2 separate regions of the Hordeum vulgare genome follow, and region 1 is linked to region 2. Evidence: chromatin contacts called from public Hi-C data. All regions are on one chromosome and are shown on one strand. Each heading gives the region's core, a stretch centred on a gene start, on an enhancer-like site or on the middle of the called end of the contact. The rest is flanking DNA. Distances are from core to core; before and after follow the strand shown.

Region 1 (3,614 bases), core at 700-3,199, 200 kb after region 2:
CCGAGGGCCACGACGCAGCGGGAGCTCGACGGTCCGCCGGTCCGTGCGCGTGGCGCCGTGGTTTCTGGTAGGAGACCTGGTTCCAGGGCCCCCCCCCCTCATCAGGGTCCTCTCCATCTAATGTGACTATGATTGATTTGAGCTTGGGAGGTGGTCTCGGCATGGGGAGCTCCGGGAGACCGGGAGAAGCGACCGACGGCGACGTACCAGAAGGATGGACGGGCGACTTACCTGCAGGAGTAGGCGGCGCGGCTAGGCAGTTAAAGGCAGCCTCCTGTTCCTCTCCGGACCGAACGCGGGAACACTCCCCCCGCAACCAGATCTGCGGTGGGGAGGAGGGATCCGGCGATAGCCCGCGCGGCGACCGGGAGGAAGCGGCAAGCGGACCGACGGGCGAAGGGGTGCTGGAGCTGTCGGCGCGGGTTGAGGCCGGCGTCGGGCCTCGCGGCAGAGCGACAGCCGACGGATCGCCTGGACAGACGTTGTCGCGGGCCGTCAGGAGGACTGCCGACAGACCGACGGGCGCGCGGGAGGGGCTGCGTCCGCGTCGAGCAGGGGAAGAACCGGCGGATCTTGCTGGAGGCCTGCGCGTCATGGAGACTGCAGGTGGTGGCCGCCGCGGCCGGGGTGGCCAGCGGCGCAGAGCGGGGGAGGGTCCGGCCTCAGTAGACCGGGGGCATATGAATGCGGTGTCATCCTATATACTTAAAAGGTTCATCTCCATTAACTTATTTATCTTAACATGCTAGCATGTCACATCATTATAGAATTATGGGAAACGTTTTTCGACGGCGCACCGGCCGAAATGTTCGGCCGGTCCCGTGCGGGTCGTACGAGCGACCCCCTTCCTCTGCTTCGAGGCATTATTTTTTGCTGCAACTGTTATTAAATTTTTATCCTACTACCAACAGTGATTTTGCAATATCCATAGTGGCGGAGCTGCAACAACAACGACCATTTTTTCTGTTTTTACTCTAATCCTTGGTGATTTTTGCTACTACCGGCGATTGAATTTGCTACATCTATGGTGGCGGAGCTGCGACGACGACGACTATTTTTTTGGTTTTCGCTGCAATCAATGTTTATTTTTGCTACAACCGGTATTAATTATTTTGTTATAACTGTTCACTAAAAAAGATACATACACGTTCGTGAGAGTTGCAACCCGAGTTCACCGAATTGTTTTGCTACAACCCATATTTTATTTTGCTATCAAACATCATCAACGTCTTTTTTTGCTACGACTACATTGATATTTTTTGCTACAACCATGTTTTTGTTGCATCCGTGGTCGAAATTTGCTACATCGCTGCTTGTTTTTGCTACCATCGACGATTTTTGCTGCATGAACAGATCTGACGGTTAAACAGGATTCGATCTAGCGGATCTAACGGCTCGCATGCGACCGGCAGAAAGTTTCGACCGACGCGCCGGTACAGATAAGTGCCTTAGAATTATGGATGGGATAAGACCCACCTCCACATGCAACCCTTGAAAAAAGACCCACCACCACAGGCAACTATGCATGGGGAAAATATCTTTTTATTCTATTATTCTGCTTATATTCACTAAATATTTTACAACTACTCAGTCATGTGTGTTTTTAATTTTGGTTCTCCTGTTATCAATCTAAATATATTGAAATATATTGCAACTGATTCCGTATGAACGCACGGGTATCGCCTAGTTCATATAGTGTTTAACACTTTTATATTTGATGGAGTGATCACATGAATCACTTGATTAACACAACATCAACTAGTTAATACATGCCCAGTTTAGTTGGAAAGAGAGAGGCGATCGATCGATGACCAAAGCGGCTGGGGAGATCGATCGATGAGCAAAGCGGCGGGGGAGATCGATCGATGCGGAAACTTGTTGGTGGAACAACAGCTTGATTTGCAGCAACAGCGACACAGAACCGCACGAGGTGATCGCGACCGATCCACGGTGAAAAGGAGAACTCGACCTCCGATGGGGAGAGCATGTCGTATATACATGTAGCACTGTTGTTTTCATGCCTCTGTCGACTTCTGCCGACGGGCCAGAGACATTACTGAAAAACGACGTGCTCCCTTCCGTCGACGCGCTCGGCCTCGGTCGCTGGACGAACGGGTTCCAAAAGGAGCGAAAGAAAGAGAACCGAATTACTGGACGACCTTCCAGATTTGGTTTGATTTGACGTGATGTTTACTTATCCGGATTGCTACTTGGGTTCAGGTTCTTTTGTTAGTGAACCGTATATATACTTGTGATCAGAGTTGCTAGTAACTCCGTTGGCTGTGGCAGAATGGCGGATCGCATTCCACTTTGATCTCGAAATTGTTGTGCGCATTCTGGGAGATCAAGTGGTGTCTTCTCATGCATTGGGTGCAATATACTTTTATGCCGCTTTAGAAATGGCTTCATGCTCAGCATCTCTGCTCGAAACGTGCGGGTGCAGCCTTCTATAATCACGAGGCGGTCACACTTCCTTTCCCCTCGCAGAGACGATCACAAATTCAGCAAAGGAGATCGCGTGTGAGTGAACCGTAGGCGAAACGAACTTCCCTAAACGGATTGGCTAAGCATGGCAATGCTTCCAGATAGCCAACTCCGTGCCTAACTTTCATGCGTGTGAGAGACTGGTCCGAGTATACATACTCCCAAAGACTAATGACTGGACTTGAGTTGAGTTGACACCAACATGTCGTGCCCATTTTGTTTCTCCACTCACATGCGCAGCATAAAGGCGTGCTGGAGGAGGATCGATAGGGCATCTATATGGCCGGGGAATCGGATTTGGTGGCCGCCGACTAAGCCGGGATCGTTTGTCCATTTTTGAGACTTTGGAGGTTGCCGATGAGTCGTCATCCATGCTTGCACAAGTGCATGCACCTCCCTGGTCTGGTGCTTCTCGCGTAGACGATTGGGGATCTGAGGGATGTGATCGATTCCTGAATGCTTTGGCGCGGAAGATCGATCGAGATAATGCAGGATAGAATTAGATCTCTGTTGTGGTCAGATTCGTTTTCATGTGCAGTGTAATTACCTTTTTCCTACGCAAAGCAGTGTGGTTATCTTTTCTCAGAGACAATGCAGTGTGATTATACCTGCCAAGAGACAGACATGGGCACTGTAGAAACTTGCCCGGCTGCATTTTTACAATACAAACCTTAGAGCAACTCTAGCAGACCCCGCAAAATCTCGACCCGCAGAACGCGTTTGCAGTTTCACTAAGATCTCGTTTACGGGTCGAAAATGAGCGTGGTCGAGCAGAAACCATACATGAAACTGCATAATTTGAAAATATAGTTTCCCGAAAAGTTCATACTACATACTACAAATATTACATACTACATACTACATCAGTACGAGCTCAGTCCTCCTCGCCGGAGCTGCAGAGATCGATGTACATCGCCCTCTGCTCCTCGCGGATGCGCCGTCACTCGTCGTCCTTCGCCTTGGCGGCGAGGTTGGCCTCGACCGCCTGCCGCCACTGGAGGTCTTCGATCTCCTCGTCGTGGCGCCGGCGCTCCGCCTCCTCGTGCAAGCTACGCTCGGCAATGGCGGCCGCAACCGCGTCCACGTCGGCGACGAAGTCCTCCGGCCCGATGACTCCGCGGCGGCCGAGC
Region 2 (4,032 bases), core at 1,009-3,508:
CAGCTTAGTGCCTACGACGATGGCACGCTGACGAGGTTCCCAAAGAGGAGACGGTGGCGCGGAGGGAGAGTGCGTGCAACCTTGCGCGTCAATGCCACATTTTTAGGTATTTTTTAACACAGTACACACGTAAGTATTCTATACCTATGAACAACTTTAAAAGACTGAACCGGCCTATCATTTTAAAATTTATGAAGTTATCATACGTATCTCGTCGATAACGGAAACTTCTTCTCCCACTAACTGCGCGTCACCGGAATTCATAAAATAAATCCAGTAATAAATGCGATCACTACTATTTGAACCCCGATGGGCTGAAAATATCACGGTCCCTCTAACCATCCAATCACAAGATGGTTCGCTACGACATTTTTAATATTGCATAAATTATACTGGAACCGTAAAAAAATCGCGTATATGAAGTTGTTGGAGCTGTTTTTGGCCAGCTTCTGCTCCCTTCGTTCCTAATTATTTACCTTTTTAGATATTACTCTTCCGTCTCAAAATATAGGAGTAATTACTATCGCGTCTTAAATCTTGTCTATTTTGGAAACGCACGCAAGTTTAACTGTGCCTTCTAAACCGTGACGGAGGGAGTAGTAATCATATTGATGTCTTCATTTATTGCTTTGAGTCATTTTACATTAAAAACTAGATTACCGTGGTCCAGATTAATGAATACAAAACCCTAGCCCTACCCCTTAGATGGAGTCGCATTTTATGCCCACCATCCTTTGCAAGTTCCTGTCGACTATACACACACACACGACATTGTGAGGAGCCTCAAGCCAATTCACAATCAATTTTTAAAGACCAGAAGCATAAGGGCATTAATATTTGTGATATGATCGGAAAAGACGACACACGCGGACGCAACCTCCAGGACGCTGCCGCTTCAATGTAGACGCCGCGTCCCGAGAAATGAGTTCCGGTCGATGCACCGCATTGAAGCGGGCTAGCTGCCCCTCCGTCTGATCTAGTCGCGGATATCTAAGTCGTGCGCCAACGACGAACAAATCCGCACCCCCCTTCTGAACAGAGCAGAGCCCTCCTCGCCACCACGAAGCCTGTGTCACCCGATAAAGGAGGGGGTGCCCTCCTCGGTCACCTAGACGCGTGGCCTCATCCTTCACTACCTCGAAGGCAGTGGTGCGTTCGGCTCTCGGGCCATGATATCCGAATACGAGCGCACGTCACGACATCATGCGGGGTACGACCGCCGCAATGTCGGTCGCCGCTCCGCGGCAAAGACAAACATGGCGCCAGAATTGGTTTGCAACGATCAGTACCTCACCGCGGAGTGGGTGCTCGACCGCTACGTTACCACCGCGGAGTTGACCGCCAGGCACCGCCGCTGCCTTGACGATGAGCTCATCAAGATAGACAAAGAGTGGTCACTTAGCAACTGCTCCGTCATCAGAGGCAAGGGCACCTTCAAAGGCGACCAAGTAGGCCCTTCGCACGGTACAACAGGAGGTGAGCGGCTCCTGTGCAAGTATGAGTCAGCCGTCAGACAAAGATAAGGAAGGTGTTTACGGATCGCCGTTAAAGATGATCTAAGTTACTCCATATTTTATACTCCAAACAAGGAGATTGTAATCTTATCAAATGGTCGATTTTATCCATTATCACTTGGTACAAACAAGGAGACAGGATGACACACCAGACATATCATTCTGTCCCGCGGTCACCCGTGTGACCTGGGACGGCCACGGCGGCTCGAATTTGCAAAAAGATTAGCCGCACACATCATCACTCACACCACACCACACCACACACACACACACACCCGCGCGCGAGCGCAATCACGGTGGCTTCGCGGATCCCTTTCTCCCTGCCCGCGTGCCCAGAACACCCACACTTTCCGTCCAGTGACTGAATTATCGTCGAAAGTACCGCGGCTTTTCCGTTGCAAAGCGCGGAGCGCAGGCCACAAAAATGTCGAGCCAAGCACGCAGAACCCGTTGCGTCGGGAGCGAGGGTCACGCGGAACACGCTGACCTTCGCTTGCCCAAAGTCTCGAGCTGATGGATTTGCAGTGCTACTGTACCAAATTTCACCATCAGATTCTCAGATAATAGTGGTAGTAGTAGTACAGCGTGCTACGCTTGGCCAGCGATGTGGAATCATCAGGAGGGTCTACACGGACGATTAGAAGGGGCAAAAACAACGGAGTACGTACGTACGCCGGGACAGCGACTGGACTCCTAATCCGTACTTAAACCACCAGAAATGGCGTAGCTAATCGCTGCCACTTGTAAACACGACCCCTGGAAAACGGCGGGGTTATACAATTATGCCGCTGACGCTGTCACCTGCCCAGTGCGTGTCGGGCCTGGGAGAGCGACAGGATTTATTTTCTACCACTACTACTCGTTGGGCTGGATCTGCATGAACTTTGGCCCACGGTGATAAAAATGAGCAGTCTGCTCCATCTTGCGAATGTTATTTCGGGACCGGCAAGGACGGTAAAACACATCGGCGCAACTGCTCTCTGACTCTCTCGGACAGCGCACGACAACGAACACGCCAGAAAATAATGGACCGACGGTGGTGCACCATGTTTTATTAGTAGAGACTTGGGTTTTGGCTTAATTGGATGGATGATTGGAGTAGTAATAGATATAGCCACTTCACATGCACAATCATTTACGTGGGCAGTTTGGGTACTTTACCCATAATAAAAACCCGCACTAAAACTGGGAAATGCGCATTCAGCATAGGAGTAGCACAATTTCGAATGTGTTTGTAGAATACAAGCACGCACGTACCAATCACAAAGATCATACAGTACTCCTAGGAGTACATACGGTAATGCGAAGAATAAGTAGGAGCATGTACGGCACTTGCTGCGTGGTGCGGTGTGGGTCCCGGGCCGGTTTTGGTGTTCCCTGAAACGCGCAGCGTGGGGCCTCCCAGGTTCGACCGGGCGGGCCGGACTGCGGGGCTGGCTGACGAAGGAGGAGCAGAAGCTTTGGTTTTCCACCTGGAGATTCGTGTGTGATTGGACGGGGCAGGAATCGCCCTACCCGTGCTCGTAGTCGTACTACAGCTTGCGACCAAGACCTGTGACGTTGCTGGGTCGGTCAAGGGCGAGTAATTACGGTCTCGCTTGCAAGTTCCCAAGGTCGCCCTCGCCAGTGGTGCCATTATTTCCTCCGTCTCTGTCTATTTAAAAATTCAATGGCCCTATTTGAATCTTAGGGTTAGAATTAGATTGGGTTTAAGTTGAGCAATCTAACCCTCAAAAATCCAAACAGGTAGGGTTAGATTTTTTGGTGCTTTTTTGGTGCATCTAACCCATCCAAAAACTCTAACCCACCTAAAAGGTGCTTTTTTGGGTTAGACTTAGGTGGGGACAAAAATAAAGAAAAAAAAATCTCTTCCTGCCGCATCCACCCCGCACCAGATCCGTGTGTTGGGACAAAAATGGCTTGGCTTGGCTTCGTGTGAGCATGGTTCAGCAAACTGAACTGAAAATGATTCTCCCGCTGAAAGAAAAACGAATGGCAATGATTTGGCAACTTGTGTCGTTGTGCTGCCCGACTACGTAGGAGTAGGACGGTGGGAGGGAGGCCCTTGGCGTTCGGAACGCGAGAGGGCAAAACATTCCATGCGAGGCTGTCATGTGGAGGGTGCCAACAGAATCCAAAACATTCCATTGGGCATACACGGCAATGCCCAATGGATGCACATTTGCGGCCTCCTGATTGCTTGCCAGTGGATGCGCCAAATCACGCGCTGCCCCCATGACTTTTGCTCCGGTCGTTGTGTTGTACAGTACCTTCCCGGGGATTCTCAGATCCGAACCACCCGCGCTTCTCTGCTACGTAGCTAATTCTGTTTGGTTCTATCTGCTCTGGTGTACGCAAACCAGACGTAGAACGAGCAGTGCGATTGTTTTGATTGGAGATGACGACGGTGCCGCTTGGACCTTCAGGTTCGGGTTGGCCGGTCAAGCTAGGGCCCGACCCAATCATAGCATGCCACCGGCCGTGTGGGAACGAAGGAGCAAGCACAAGCTGACACCGG

What was found. A called contact is a pair of places that touch in the nucleus more often than the background predicts.
Region 1: a Hi-C map of leaf shows a contact between it and region 2, with 6 times the contacts expected there. The contact joins two enhancer-like sites. A contact is called at or near these places in 3 of 6 Hi-C or Micro-C datasets (leaf and an unstated tissue).

The regions. Positions count from the first base shown.
Region 1 is chr7H:564,552,877-564,556,490 of MorexV3_pseudomolecules_assembly, forward strand. No RefSeq gene overlaps it. Among protein-coding and RNA genes, the nearest start is that of LOC123414357, 5.0 kb to the right of the region's middle. Within about 2 kb of position 1,950, at least 1 of the 3 cell types and tissues checked has open chromatin away from gene starts, as enhancers often do. A contact at or near this core is called in leaf, where this site is marked.
Region 2 is chr7H:564,357,438-564,361,469 of MorexV3_pseudomolecules_assembly, forward strand. No RefSeq gene overlaps it. Among protein-coding and RNA genes, the nearest start is that of LOC123411269, 14 kb to the left of the region's middle. Within about 2 kb of position 2,259, at least 3 of the 3 cell types and tissues checked have open chromatin away from gene starts, as enhancers often do. A contact at or near this core is called in leaf, where this site is marked.